Linked DNA regions of Astyanax mexicanus: region 2 is linked to region 1. Evidence: chromatin contacts called from public Hi-C data. All regions are on one chromosome and are shown on one strand. Each heading gives the region's core, a stretch centred on a gene start, on an enhancer-like site or on the middle of the called end of the contact. The rest is flanking DNA. Distances are from core to core; before and after follow the strand shown.

Evidence for each region. Hi-C and Micro-C count contacts between places; a contact is called where the count stands out from the background.
Region 2: a Hi-C map of muscle shows a contact between it and region 1, with 5 times the contacts expected there. The contact joins the promoter of kras here to the promoter of polg in region 1. A contact is called at or near these places in 2 of 3 Hi-C or Micro-C datasets (both in muscle).

What each region holds. Positions count from the first base shown.
Region 1 is chr2:62,082,967-62,087,817 of AstMex3_surface, reverse strand. It overlaps polg (polymerase (DNA directed), gamma), which reads right to left and starts at 2,383. Exons shown (of 23, transcript XM_022672152.2): 1 at 2,320-2,383. It overlaps trnar-ucg (transfer RNA arginine (anticodon UCG)), which reads left to right and starts at 3,486; the gene lies at 3,486-3,558.
Region 2 is chr2:62,225,621-62,230,471 of AstMex3_surface, reverse strand. It overlaps kras (v-Ki-ras2 Kirsten rat sarcoma viral oncogene homolog), which reads right to left and starts at 2,035. Exons shown (of 5, transcript XM_007228120.3): 1 at 1,614-2,035. LOC103039191 (ras association domain-containing protein 8) reads left to right here and starts at 4,538. Exons shown (of 6, transcript XM_049474692.1): 1 at 4,538-4,851.

The DNA of each region.
Region 1 (4,851 bases), core at 1,134-3,633:
GAGGCTTTTATTGTCATTACATCTGAGTACAGGTACACATTGTAGTAAAATTACGTTCCTCCGGAACCATGGTGCAACACGGAACAACAAGCAATAGACAACATAAAGTGCAGGAGTGACGACAGTGCAACATAAAATTATAAAATTATAACACTAAATACAATAAATACAAAAGATGAGCCCATTTAAAGACAGGACAGTGCAGTACCGATACGGTATAATAAAGTGTATAGTGGGGATAAGGTGCAGAGATGTGTAACATACTGTAACATATAGTGACAATATAGTGTACAGATAAACTGATTCAGAAACTGAAGTGGTCTCTTATTTTTGTCCAGAGCTGTAGAGTTAAATGAACTGTATTTACAGATTTGATAAGCAGGAGTATGTAAATATGTAACTTCTTGCAAACAGAAGGTAATATTTAGCTACATAAAAAAAAAAAAGGATCTCAGTGAAATGTGCTGCAGTGAAACAGTGACTCTAACCTTGATTTAAGGATGTGGAGGAATCTGAAGACTTTAAGTTACCTACCTGCTAAACTGAGGCATGGTCTAGAAGTTGAGGAGATGTCAGTCTACATATCCCTACAGCAGCTGCAGGTCACAGAGAGGAGCTTTAGTTTTAGATTTAGCTGCTGCTGTTTTCTCGGCTTTATCTGTAGTTTGTGTGTTTTTTGGAGAGTGATAAACTCTACCCTGCGCGTGTGTGAATCACTAGTGAGAATAATACAGCCATGCTGACAGACAGCGGGCTGACCCCAGAGCCGTGTTTATCTGCTGTACCAGAGAAACTCCATACAGGAGAATTCCCACTTCAGAAACTCTTACTGTTTTATCGGGCCACCAGAGGGCGCTCCAGAGGGAGTCCAAAAACACTTGGTTCATATGGAGCACTGGGGTAAATCAGAGTTTATAAATATTTTATTTTAATAATACTGAATAATGTACTCATTTCTATGAACACAGAACAATATCAAAAGTTTCAGTAGTGGAATCATAATTATTAACCCAGTCAGTGCTCAGTATCAGTATGGTGTCTAAAAATCGTTGTGTAGAAAAAATAGAACATGCGTGTGCTCTTTATTTTTTTAGTGAAATACTTTATTGTAGTTTCTAAAATTAAAGGATTATTCTAGAAAATTAGTTTATGTTACTATTTTACATTTGAGTTTGTAGCTGTTTTATGGAGGCCTAAGGTGACATCATGTTAAAAAAATAATAATGCTTGACCACGACTTATTAATGTGTAGGAATGATATAATTAAAGTGGCAGTTCGTATTATTTTGTTTCTAAACTAAAAAAAGCAGAAGTATTTTTGAGTGGAGAAAGGACAAAATGTTGTGTTTAATGGTACCATGTGTGCTGGAACGATGATCCCTGCTAAGTGTATATAATATATTCATCTTAAAACTGGGGTTTCGGGACGCTTTTTGCAGGAGTTCATCTGGCCACATTGTGTGTCTTTACGTATTTACGTCACATGTACAGCCTCTAAAAAGTTTTACTTCATGCGAGCGGCTAGTGGAGCAATGGAGGCTTCAGAAGGGGAAACTCAGAGCTCAGTAGCTCATTCACTCATAATAAAAACAAAGTGTGTAGTTAAAGTGAAGTTTCTGACTGAGTGTGCTCTCTCTCTCTCTCTCTCTCTGACTAAACATAACCTTCAGAGTCGGATTCATCCACTCTGAAAGAAGACCACATCACACCCGCCCAGTTTAAAATGATTATTCCACATGCTCTGTGCAATTACCCATTCTTGCCAGAGAGAACCCTAAATCCCAAAACTTAGAGACATCAGCTTTAAGGCATGGAAACGAGATTCTAATGCGTGGGAACAAGATATCCTTCCAGCTGTGGCCGCGACTTATTAAGGCATGGGAATGAGTTAATCTAATGGTAGCCATTAAGGCGTGGCCACAAGATCCTTTTGTTTCACAGCAGAAACCCCCTCTCTTTCACAGGTAACAAAGCAAGCAGCTCTTGGGGTTGTGCACAATATATCTGCTTACGGTAGGTAAACGGGTCTGCATACTGTTTACATCTGAGCCATGTCTTACTCCAAAATATCAACATAATTCGTGCCAAGATAAAAATAAAAATAAACCAGTTTACTCTGCTTTTTTTTTTTTTTTAACGAAAGATAAACCTTGTTTTGGAGGTAATTGATGTAATATTCAGTTTCTTCATTGGCATTAATTTACAGAAAAGCAAGCTTTATTATTCTCTGGCCACGCCTTAAGATCTCATTCCCACGCCTTAATAAGTCGTGGCCAAGCATTTATTTATTTATGTTTTGCTGTCTTAGGGGGTCAGTACCTGTTTAGTTTAATTTAACCCTGTTCACTCGCGGGCTCCCTTTAGCGGATCGCAGTATTTTTCTTGTGGTCAGTCTCTCCGTGAACCAGCTCTAGTTGAGCCAGAGAATTTCTACAGAGGAGAATTCCCACTTGAGGACACATTTCGGTTTTTTCGGTCCACCAGAGGGCGCTCCCGAGTAAGCCCAAAATGAATGGGTTCATATAAAGCATTGGTGCAAAATCAGAGTTTATAAATATTTTATAGTTTTTATACTAAATAATGTTCTCGTTTTCTGAAAACAGAACAATAAAAAATGTTTCAGTAGCAAACACAGATTATTTAAAGCTTTTAAACGTCACTTATAAGCCTTTCAAACAAGGTCTATTTGTATCTTGAGCATCTGTTCACCAATCGGTCAGCGCTCAGTATCAGCAATGCTAGCGCCTTTACTGCCTAAAACCTTTTGCTGTAGAAAAATATAAACATACAAGGAAAATTATCTTTGTTTCGTTAACAAAAAACTTTATTCTACTTTTCGAAATTAAAGGATTATCTTAGAAAAATAGTTAGTTACTGTTTTACTTTTGAGTTTTTAGCCTTTTAGCTCCATTGAACCCTATTCATTGAGGGTTCACTCGCTGGCTCCCTCTAGCGGTTTGCAGTAATTTTGTGATATAGCGAGGGGTGAAGAGAGTGGTCAGTCTCTCTATATAAACAGCTCTGGTTTAGCTTCTTAAACACTGTGACCTCTCATAAAACCAGCCTGTTTTCTCCACAGCGACCCTGCGTGGCCGAGGGTGGAGGAGGCGGTTTGATAAGCTCTTATTTATCGGTTATTTATTCATCACGTGTTTTTAAACAAGCTAAATACCGTGTTAAATAATCGCTATCTAGCTAAATAGCTAACTGTAGTGTTTAGAGTGCTGCTTATCGCAACTTATATTTAGCAGATTTAAACCAGAGCCTGTAAATGAGCAGAATGTCTGGATAGTACTGCAGCAGCGGGACAGAGCTGAATAAACGTTTAGGTTAACCTCCGTTAAAAAAAATATATATTGTTTTAAAGCGGCTTCAGCACCAAACACTGTATTAATAATGTTATAGTTACTTAAACAGAGCGCCTGTGAAAGTCAGGGACGTCGGGCCTATCAGTTAAGTGCGGGGTATTTTCCCGCCTTTTCAGCGGCCTCGTGGCCTAATGGATAAGGCGTCTGACTTCGGATCAGAAGATTGCAGGTTCGAGTCCTGCCGGGGTCGATTATTTTCTTCTACAAAACAAATACAGAAACAAAAAAGCTCTATCCGCACAGAATTTGTTTCTCAGGGGGTTCTGGGGTAATTTTCTCCTTTATGGGGGGGTCATCTGTGATTTTATTCCCATCCTGACTGACCATTTACATGTTTTTCTCAGACCCCCTTTGAGAAAATTACAGTGTGAATGTAATAAAATAGCTATTTGTCCACTGCTGAGCACCGTAATTACACTTAGGGCACATGTTTCCAATGAGCTCCGCATAAACACAACAGCCAGTGGAAATGGAGGAGCTACTTAACGCAGTGTCATCCGAGAAAGCCTAAAAACTCGCTGATCCTCCTGTTGTTTAATTGCAGTCCAGGTGCAGGAGTTTTATCACTGAGTAGAAGTGTGACGTCCCCCTGAGAAAGTAATCTCATTCTTATAGGGCTTAAGGCTTTTTGCCTATTACTTTTGGCATTTGTTAACACCTGCTGTGACTACAGGCAGAAAGATAAACAACAGTGTAACCCAGCTAGTGAGATAAAAGCTATTTAGCCAGCTAAGCTACCACTTTTCTTTGGACACACCTCTTCTTATTCATGTGTTCTCTATCTTTTTATGATTTTTTTAAATTGTAAATTTATTACTGAAGACATAAAGCTATACAAAAACATGTGAAATTGGAAAGTGTCAAACAAACCAGAATATGTTTAATACTTTACATTTTTCTAAGTACCACATTTAGCTTTGAGGACAGATCTGTACACTCTTGGTATTTTAATCTCAGTGTCTTCATGAGGTAGAGTCAACATTGTTTTAGTGTTTATTGTTTTGTCTGTTTATCTATTTATTTTTCTATATATGTGTATACCTGTCCTGTTTTCAACATATTGTAAAAAAATAAAGAATTAAGGTTAACCAATAGTTAAGAATTAATTTAATGTTAAATCCTATTTAAGAATAAATAATTAAATTCTAGCTATTAGTCTGGGCATAAATTGTAGCTCACAATAAAGAGAACTGGAGTGAAATTGAATGTGCACAATTTATTTAAATTTACACAAATTTACCCAAAACACTTTGTGGTTTTACTAGAACATGTTCAGTGTCTAGTTTTCTTTCTTTTTTTCAACTTATATTTTATTGATTTTCAAAGCTTATTGTTACCATATAATAGTACAATTATCGACATGGTGGTATTATACAAAAATAAAACCTCTTACTTACAAATAAGAAATGGAAAAGCAGTAAACATGGGTTACAATGTCTCGTTTTCATCTCTATTTTACAGTGAGGCAAAGAGACTCTAATAT
Region 2 (4,851 bases), core at 786-3,285, 140 kb before region 1:
GAAGACAATAGAAAACAACTGTCAAAAACAAAGAAAAAGAAAACAAGGGGTATGTTAAGGGTTCTTTATCTAGCTAGTCAGAAGCTTTTGGTTGTTTCACCATCATCCATCATACAGATGCATGGCAATGTTCCTAAAGCAAGAACAAATTTTGTTTTCAAGAAAGGCATACGGATATCACGTTAAGTCCATTCTAAAGCATTAGACGCAGTAAAAGAACACAAACAGCAATGGAAAAACAGAAAAATCAATTCATTAATAAATAAAGTTAAATTAAGTCTCTGGCAGATACAATCTCAGAACATTGAAAGTAACTACAGCTTTAATCTGGGCCTTTACGTTTAATCGCGCAACATTTGTGAATGAAGAACTTTCCTAAAATCACCAAGAGTTCTAAAGAATCATTCGACTGTCTCCAATTAGATTTGAGACAAAAGGAAAACACTGAATTATTATTAGGAACACAATTTTTAAAGGCTGAGAAACTAATAAGCATAATCTTTCCCTCATTCCAAAACTCTGTTAAATCAAATGTAACAAATAAACGTATAAACCTTTTAGCTCCACTAAACAGAAAGGGAAAATATGACAAAGGTAAAACTTAAGTAAAAAAGTGCATATCTTTGACTTTGTTAGGAATAACTTAGAGGATCTATTAAGAAATAAGGTTTGTGTGTTACGTTTAACTAAGAGTTTATAAGTGTATCCATTTTTTGACTATTCGAGGCTTAATTTGAAATCTGAAATTGAGAGTAAAACCTCATTATTTCATTTTATTCATTTAGTATAGTAAAGCTTTTTTTTTTTGCTTCTCACAATCTGCATATTGTAACAATCAGTTTGGATTACACCATTTTCAATTTAAAAGCCAACAAGGTGAAAATGCATTTTTTAAGATGATACAGAAATAGAAAAAACTTGACGTACTGCCAATTCACTTATATTTTTTTATTTAAGAATTTAGCCTCAAACTGTCCGAAAATAGGCCCGATAAACGGTACACTGGTCAAACAGGGCCTGACTGACTGACTGGGGCGTTCTCGGGTAGCTATGGACGGTAGCTAAGCTAACCAGCTAGCCAGCTTGGCTAGTTAACTAGCTAGGTGGCTAAGCTAACCTACAGCCTCAACAGCTGAGCTAGCTTAGCTAGTTTACCAAAAACAATAGCTTGAGAGTTAGCATTTACAGCACTAAACACAACAGGCTCGAGTTCGGTCGTGCACACTGTAATTAGCCGTTACTGTTTTTTGTTTAGCGTTTCTGTAGCTAGTACCTACCTTCAGTGTTTTAGCTTAGCCGAGTTCCGCGTCCACGAATAATATTAGCCCAGCGTTCGAGCCCACAGCCTACAGTCCGCTCCTCAGACCCGAGCCGGTCATTGCTTCGAGGTTAGGTAGTTAACTAGCTAGCTAGTTTATCTCGATGCTGCGCCTGTGAAGCTGACTAGCTCACTAACCGCCTACCCGAGCCTATTTTCCGCAGCGGGGACTGTGGTGTTTTATTCCTCGGCCTGTTCGCTCGCTCGCTCGCTCCCTGCTCTCGACTGAGCTTCACACACAAAATATGGGCGGATACGGTGTGGCTGAGCGCAGCCCAGCGCTAAGATCACTTACCCAGGGAGCAGTGCACCACAGCACGGGCGGGCTTTCCTGGCTCGTTTCGGTACTTCCTAAAGGCTGGACGACAAGCCTAAAACGTGTACATGAGCTGCGCAGCCCTCTCGACCTGCTACTACTACTAATTCCAAGCCTCAGCTTGCATCTTTCATTCTGCACGCTGCTGCTGCCTTAAGGGCACACTGTGACCAGATCGATATCCCTTCAATAACAGGCGATGCAGAACAATGCAGCTCGACAGGGCGTCATCGGTTCATACTAACTTTTAAAAATAGCTTTTCAGAGCTTTTACAGACAACCCCCTTTAAATCACTGCAGGCTTGTCGGTGCAGCCTAACCAAACGAAGCAAAGCGAAAAGTCAGCACAGTGTTGTAACCGGCTTTTGACAAGCACCATTGTAAGCAGCGGGACGCTGAGTGTAGCCGAGCTTAAATAGGCCCTAAATATAACCGGGGACGTCTTGGACAGACGTCAGCCCCCATGCATGAATCTGATTGGCTGAACGCGCTATCGATCACGAGGCCGTGGGACCAATGCGTGTACCGCAACTGGGTTGTTCTAAAATAGTGTTGTTACTCTGCCTCATGTGGTTTCTTAAATATATCTGATTACTAATAAAATTTAAGATGTGCCATATAAATGAATACATCAAATATATCCAGCTTAATAGTTAGTAATTTGGCATTGTTAAAGTGTTAAACAATTTTGGCAGGTTCATTATATCACTCATAGAACTGGTAAAGTAGTGTTTTTTTTTTATTTTGGGAGCATATATTAATTAGTAGATTTTTAGCATTTTAGTGAATAATATAAATATAAACATACTTGTCAAGTTTTTTTTTTAGATAAAATATCATTTCAGGTGAAATAGTTTTGTTGCCTTTGTAAAACAGATGGAACATTATATTAAACTATAAATTCATCTTCGAAACAACAACAAACAAACTACACTCTATTAAATCTGTTAAAGCGTGTGTGTATATTCTTTTTTAAAATATTAAATATTTGTGTAACTATATTATCATTCTAGCAATATTATTATTTCTGTCTTGGGTACACTATTATATGCATGCACTTATATATATTGAATATAGATTGAATATATATTCAATCGTGTACTACATTCGTTTTCACAAAAAAAACGCACTGGGCCGAAACCTGCCCCTCCCACATGTTTATTAGTCGGACAGATGATGCTTACATTTTTTCAAAATTAGTGGATGAGCTATTTCCAGCTGCCTGAAAAACAACTGGGCTGACGGGGATGTCTCTAGTCAGTCTGAGGAATCCGTGCTGCTCCTTAGGACTGAACACTGAGAGAAGCTTCTGGAAATACTCTTATTGTTTACTCCGTTGAAGTTTCTTTATGTAATAGACCATGTGTAGCTGGTAGTCTCTCCTCGGGCATAAAATATAAATATTCACCATCCGCGTTGATCCATTTTAACTATTTTAAATAACAAAATATAAAACAAAAATATTATTATTATTATTATTATTATTATTATTATTATTATTATTATTATTATTATTATTATTATTATTATTATTATTATTATTTTAAGCACCCATAGCAGTTCCTGTATGAGGCACAGGGTGTCAGTATAAGCATTCACGTAAATCTAGTTAAAGCATAATCGAATATATCTTCATTTTAAATATAACGTATTATTCATCGGAAAGTTAACAGTAAATAGGTGTTGTCATGCAAAAAAGCATCTTTAATAAAGGCAGCTTTACAGTAAAATGAAAAAAAAAAAATCGTAACTGTCAATGTACAGAGGTTTTATATAGGATTTGTCATTTTGGAAAAATTCTATAAGTATATAAATATATATAAAAAAAAAAGCTGCCAGATGTAAATTAAGGAAAAATGGTTAAAACCAGAAAAGAAATAGATATGAGATATGCTGAGAAAACAAAAGCAGAAGAACTGTAAGGTGAAAGCAAAAAGTTGACAAAATTTAAAGATTATTTTAATCAAAATTTGTCTACTATGTACAATTTAAAGTAAAAACAAAAAATAACTCATTTTTTTTTAAATTTTAACTAAAATGTAACCTTGAAGACAAATTAATGTTTCAGATTTATCTTTCTGCCTTTTGAAAATGAGGTCATTTACTCTTTTAGCTTCAGTAACCAATATTTTGCCCAGGGGTAACAAAATTTTGCATATGTACTGATTAGCCAAGCCAGGTATTGGATTGGATTACAACCTAATAATAAAGAAGTGAAAATTAGTATGTGCCTGAGACCTGACTGCATACTAAGTTTTGCAGCAATTTGGGTGGTGTGATTTCTCACCAAAATGCACACTAACCAAAAGACCTAAGCTGTGTTTAAAAATGTGCACCCTATTACAGAAATTGTGCGCTATAGGGTGTGCTGTTTAAAATATTACAGTTAACAATTTTCTTCCCTGTATAGTTCACTATTAAACACTCGAAATGCAACGCGTAAAAATAACTAGCTAATTATTGTGATATTATTTTAGTTTTTTTTATTTGAGTGAATGTGTTTAAGGTCCAAATATTAAAAAAAAAAAACATAAACTAGTAACAAAACTGACTTTAGCATCTGATATGTCCTGTTGTTGGAGTGGGAAGATCTGGATAAGGTTGTGCAATCTTATTCGTAAACAGAGAGTGGGCTGCAGTGGGGGCTTCATGCTCTCACGTAACAAACAGCCTGTGAGACTTAAAACTTACATAGCTAGCTGCATTTCCTAATTTAAACACACACACACACACATTATTTTTTCCAGCATGGCCCATGGCTGTAAATGATAAATCAGTACACCCACAGCAGCGTTAAAGATGTAGTTTTAAGGGGCAGAGATTTTTCTGTGCTGGGTCTCTGACTCTCGAGTGTGTCTTTAAAAGAGTCCAGCATGCTTTGCGCTGTGTCCATTCCCGTGCTGAGGGGCTGTGGGGGTGTTTTCCCCTCTCGCTGCCTCTCTGAGCTGCTCGCAGTGAAAACTTCCCCCCCTGCGGGACAGAAAGAGAGAGAGACTATCTGACTGCAGCGCTCCGCACTCCACTCTCACTCCAGCCGCTCCTCTGCTGCAGGAAACACTCCCAGCTTTTCTCCTCCTGCTGCTGCTGTAGAGCAGTTCAGACGGATATCCCGCTCCGGATAGACAGAGAGAGAGAGAGCTGTGCTCTGTAGAATGAACAGCGCGCTTTCTCCAGGAGAAAACTTCAGAGGAGGTCGCCAGCGGACAGTCCGAGCAGT